Regions from separate parts of the Mus musculus genome. Here region 2 is linked to region 1. Evidence: chromatin contacts called from public promoter capture Hi-C data. All regions are on one chromosome and are shown on one strand. Each heading gives the region's core, a stretch centred on a gene start, on an enhancer-like site or on the middle of the called end of the contact. The rest is flanking DNA. Distances are from core to core; before and after follow the strand shown.

Region 1 (2,606 bases), core at 66-2,565:
TTGGTGCACATCTGTAACACCAACATTCAATTGGCAGACTCACATGGATCTTTATGAGTTCCAGGCCAGCCTGATCTACATAGTGAGTCCCAGACTAGTCAGGCTGCATAGTGAAATCCCACCTCAAAGAACAAAACACCTTTTAATTAAAGGTATTTCTCAAGCACTACTACCTACTAATGGTCCACTACCCACTCTCTTATTTTGTTTTGTTTTCTTTTTCGAGATAGGGTGTCTCTGTGTAGCCCTGGCTGTCCTGGAACTCAGAAATCTGCCTGCCTCTGCCTTCCAAGTGCTTGGATTAAAGGCGTGCGTGCACCACCACTGCCCAGCTCACTACCCACTCCTTAAACTGCACTTTGATTAATAGAGTGACATCCTTCTGTACCCTTTTATCTGCCCAGTCTTTAGTTCTGCACCAGGCACTTGATTGACAGCAACTCTTCAGTCTTCACTTCCTTACTATTTCTTTGACACTTCTTACAAAAGTCACTGCCAGAGCCTAGTGTTCCTAAATCTATCCTGGCACACACCTTTAATCCCAGCACCTGGGAAGCAGAAGCAAGCAGATTTCTGTGCCTTGGAGGGTAGCATGGTCTACTGAGTGAGTTCTGGGACAGCTAGGGCTATGTAGAGTGATCTTGTTTTCTTCGAGGCAGGGCTTCTCTGTGTAGGCCTCGCTGTCAGGGAACTCGCCTTGTAGACCAGGCTGGCCTCGAACTCACTTAGATCCGCCTTCCTCGGCTTCCTGATGCTGGGATCAAAGGCGTGTTCCCCCAAGGCTTGGCTGAGAGAACGTCTTAAAAAAAAGAGACCTTTATACCACGCACAAAGCACATCGCATGAGTATTAAAGTAAACCTTGATCCTAGCCCTTGACATAAAGACAGCACCTAGTGCAGTCCAGCGGGACCGAGCCTTTGGAGTCCACGAAGGAGCTGTTGTTCTCTGGGAGGGAGGCAAGTGCAGTTGGGAGCGCACCACACGATTCAAGGCACGCTCCCTCACCGCGGTAGGAAAGAAGTCAACAATTCTAGTTCCTGTCCTGCCGTCCCTCCCTCGGTGACATATGGTCTTCCCGTCTCCCGTCCGCCTCTCTGGGCTCTAGGACGGCCCGGGGCACGCGGCCTCTGCCCCGGCGCACATGCGCAGGACCCACGCTCCATGGAGGCCGCCGCCGTCCCCGCCACTCCTGCCTCCTTCCCCACTCACCCGCGGGGCTCGTGCCCTCGCCGTCCCCGATCCACTCGGGCTCGGGCGGCTGTTGCTTGGGACCCTTCGGCATCGCGGCGGCAGTTAAGAGTCCTCCAGCGGCGCCCGGCGCCGTTTCCGCTTCCGGCGATGTGGGCCGGCCAGTGGGCGGGCTCTCCATGTAGGCTCCGCCCCGACCCGCGGAGGGTCTGCTGCGCAGACACGTGGGGCAAAGGGGCGTGGCGGCATTGCGGCTTTGGGGGTGTGGCCAGAGACGTCACCTACTTGACTGGAGTGGGCAGCGCGTCATGACCGTCCCAACGCCTAAGCAGCTGATGCTGCGACGCGGTGACACTCAAAGAAGGACATGGTAATTTCCAGGTAGGCAGAAGTAGACATCTGATTGTGTCATCCTAGCTGGTGTCTGGAACTCGCTGTGTAGCTGAGGTTGACCTCCAACCCAGAGAGGCGTTTGCCTTTGGCTCCGGAGTGCTGAGTTTTGTTTTGTTTTGCAGACAAGGTTCTCTGTGTAACACTGGCTGGCCTCTAACTCAGAAATCCGCCTGCCCCTGCCTCCTAAGTGCTGGGATTAATAAGGTGTGCGCCACCACTGCCTGGTAGGAGTGCTGAGGTTTGTCGACACACCCTGTTCTGAATCCTTTTTGTTGTTTAACCAGGGACTCACTGTGTAGTCTTAGGCTGCTCTGAAACTCACAATGTAGTCTTGGTTGGCCTGGAACTCCTAGAATTCCGCCTGCTTTTCTGCCTCTGGGAGAGCCAGGATTACAAGTCTGTACTATTATGCCTGACTGGCCACTTTATTTAAAACAGTACACCTCTTCAGTCATTCTTCACTACTTCTAATCCTATTTTTTTCTAATCCTACGTACTGTAAACTGTATTTAAAGACACCACAGCCAGTCGGCTTAGGAAAGTGTAACCTTACTCGCCCTTGGTTGACATGTCAATAAATATCCAGGTGTACAGATATAACCAAGGAACTCCACCCCAATAACTATTATGCAATGGAACCTGGAGTTTTGTGTGTGTGTGATAATTTTGTCCTAATTGACCTACTGTAATTGCACATAAAATGGCAAGCAATGAGCAGTTGTAAGTTTTGACAAACAAGCCCCCCCCCCCTTTTTTTTGAGACAGGGTTTCTCTGGGTAGCCCTGGCTGTCTTGGAAATCATTGTGTAGACCAGGCTGGCCATGAATTCAGAGATCTACCTGCCTCTGCCTCCCAGGAAGCATATACCTTTCAAACCACAATCAAGAGATGGCTGGCTTTAACGCTAATGACTGACAGGCATGGGGGTTTGGATGAGGGTTTCCACACCTGGGGCAGCTCCTGTCTTCAGTCATGCTCTTCTTTTCCTTATGTAGTCCAGTCTTGCCTCAAGTCCTCTAAGTA
Region 2 (2,606 bases), core at 61-2,560, 51 kb after region 1:
TTTTCTGGGGTTGGGTGGAGGGTTGCCTAGAACTCAGTAATCTTCCTACTCAGTCTTCCAAATGATTACAGGATCATGGGTGTGAGATGCCATATCCAGCTCCATTTCAACTGAATATTGTGTTCTAGTCAAATTGACACACGAAATCAACCATTATAACCAGCTAGCAGAAATACATAATTATACATGTATGTGTGAGGCAGGAGGATCATGAATTTGAGGGTCACATAAATAGAATCCTATAATACAATAATTATTATTAATGATGATGATAATGATAATGACTGTAGAGAGATCATCTTGTGTATTGTGGATGCCTTACCTGTCAATTTAAAAGCCTACAGCTTAAGCAGGAAATAGAGGTGGGACATTGGGAGGAGAAAGAATTCTGGGAGAGGAGGAGTCCGGGAGAGAGAGGAGCCTGGAAAAAGGTGAGGAGACAGACACATGGACACGTGGTACCTGAGCACAAGTAATCAGCCACGTGGCAAAATGCAGCTTAAAATAAATGGGTATTTTTTAGTTATAATCTAGTCAGAGTAGAGCCTAGCTATATGGCCAAGGTATTTGTAAATATAATTTGAGCCTGAATCTTATGTCCAGGAGCATGGGGCTGGCAGAAAGAACCAGGACTTTAACAAATGATGATGCCAGGGAGACAGACTGCTCAGCTAGTAAAGGCACCTGCTGCCACCCATATGGTGGAAGGAGACCTGATCCAAATTAGGTTGTCCTCTGACCTCCACATCTGGGCTATACTATGGGTTGCAGGCTACACATGAGCACACACAAACATGCATATGGATAAATTTACACAACAGTGTGCACAGTGTATACTTTATAAGTAAACATGTAGTTCGCAGAAGTAGGGAAGGCAGCCCAGCTGTTAAGAGCACTTACTGTTCTTCCAGAAGACTGTGGTATAGTTCTGAGCACCAGCTGGAGGGAGCTTCATGCCCTCTTCTGACCTCTGGCATGTTATGCACACATACAAGCAAATACTCAAAACCACATTAGAATGTAAGGAAAGGGCTGGTTTGGCGGTGCATGCCTTTAGTCCCAACTCCTTTGAGTTCAAGGCCAGCCTGGTCTACATAGCAAGTTTGAAGACAGAGCTACTAACTGAAACCTAGTCTTCTGCAAAATGGCCCAAGGTTCGAGGTTGGAGGTTTTCCGGTCTTAAATTTACCCAGCACACAACCCTACTTACGGGCTCCGCCGTCCTGGGGGTGACTCAGAAGCCAGAAGATAAGAGCCCACATGGTGTCAGGATCAAGCTTTAAGCTTCCACTGTCCTGAGAAACTAGACTTTAGAGAAGTCGCGACTGCCTGCGGAAACCAATAGGGTGGGGGTGGGGGTGGGGTGAAGCCTGTTAACAGATAAGGCTGGTTCAGTTTCAAGCTTTAGGGGTTCCTGCAGAGCTTCCCACTAGGATGAAGGCTTTCTTTTCTGGATATGGGTCTGCTGGCTTGCAGGCTAGTGCCCCTAGGGGGAGTGAGCCCTCTGTATGACATTTCTGACTCTTTTCCAGGAGTTTCAGCTTGTTTACTTTGGGCTTTGGGGCAGTTAACAGTGTTAGACTTCAGCGCCCCGCCCCACTGTCAGTCTGTCAGACTTCAGCGCTTTCCTGCGGGGTGGGGGTGGGGAAGTGATGAAGCTGGGAAGTCGAAACCGAAACTGTAGCACTTTTCTACTGCTGGGTAGTTAGCTAACTTGTATCTTTGTGGAACTGCAGTCATTTCAGTGTAATTACCTAAAGCATCAAGAGCCTTCCAGACAAGGCATCCACTGTTCTAGTGTAGTGTGCCTGTTGCTTTCTGTTTCCTTCTCATTAGGTAGTTTCTGTTATTTTCTTTTAGAAAAAAAGATTCATCTTATTTTTAACTGGTGTGTGTGTGTGTGTGTGTGTGTGTGTGTGTGTGTGTGTCTTAGTCTTAGGGTTTCCATTTCTGTGAAGAGACACCAAGGCAACTCTTACAAAGGATAACATTTAACTGGGGCTGGCTTACAGGTTCATAGGTTCAGTCCATTATTATCAAGGCAGGAAGCATGGCAGCATGAAAGCAGGCATGGTGCTGGAGATAGAGCTGAGAGCTCTATATCTTGTGATGGGCACCAGAATACTGTCTTCCAGGCAGCCAGGGGAAGGGTCTCAAAGCCCACCCTCACAGTGACACACTTCCTTCAACAAGGCTACACCACCTAATAGTTCCACTTCCTGGGCCAAGCATATTCAAACTACCACAGTGTGTGCGTGAATGTGTGCCACATTTGGGTGGGCATCCAAGGATGTGGCATTGGCTACCATGGAGTTGGAGTCAGAGATGATTGTCAGCCACCAGATATGGATTCAGGAAATTGAGTCTGGTTCTCTGGAAGAGCAATTTGTGCCCTGTGCAAACATGAGGACCTGAGTTCAAATCTCAAGCACCCCTGTAAACAGCTACCTCTGGCCACATCAGTGACTTGAGTGCTGGGGGTGTTGAAGAGGGAATCACTGGGGCTTGCTAGCTACCAGCCTAGCCAATGGCCTGGCAAGAGTGCTCAGTGCCCTTATTCTGTAAGCTGTCCCACATACAACCAGGGAGGGTGAAGATGGAAAGAT

What was found. Capture Hi-C pulls out chosen DNA fragments and counts their contacts.
Region 2: a contact with region 1 is called in a promoter capture Hi-C map of adipose tissue. The contact joins the promoter of H2-T24 here to the promoter of Abcf1 in region 1. A contact is called at or near these places in 9 of 39 promoter capture datasets (3T3-L1-derived adipocytes, the C10 cell line, the HPC-7 cell line and 5 more), 3 of 484 Hi-C or Micro-C datasets (B cells, CD4 T cells and bone marrow-derived macrophages), 9 of 115 datasets of contacts at active chromatin or transcription factors (CD8 T cells, the HPC-7 cell line, the SCID.adh cell line and 5 more) and 3 of 9 other capture datasets (adipose tissue, liver and pancreatic islet).

What each region holds. Positions count from the first base shown.
Region 1 is chr17:35,968,435-35,971,040 of GRCm38.p6, forward strand. Abcf1 (ATP-binding cassette, sub-family F (GCN20), member 1) reads right to left here and starts at 1,316. Exons shown (of 23, transcript NM_013854.1): 1 at 1,212-1,316. The coding sequence starts at 1,284. It overlaps Gm32655 (a long non-coding RNA gene), which reads left to right and starts at 1,351. Exons shown (of 2, transcript XR_385568.4): 1 at 1,351-1,571.
Region 2 is chr17:36,019,250-36,021,855 of GRCm38.p6, forward strand. H2-T24 (histocompatibility 2, T region locus 24) reads right to left here and starts at 1,311. Exons shown (of 6, transcript NM_008207.3): 1 at 1,211-1,311. The coding sequence starts at 1,262. The region is part of intron 1 of A930015D03Rik (RIKEN cDNA A930015D03 gene); the gene reads left to right.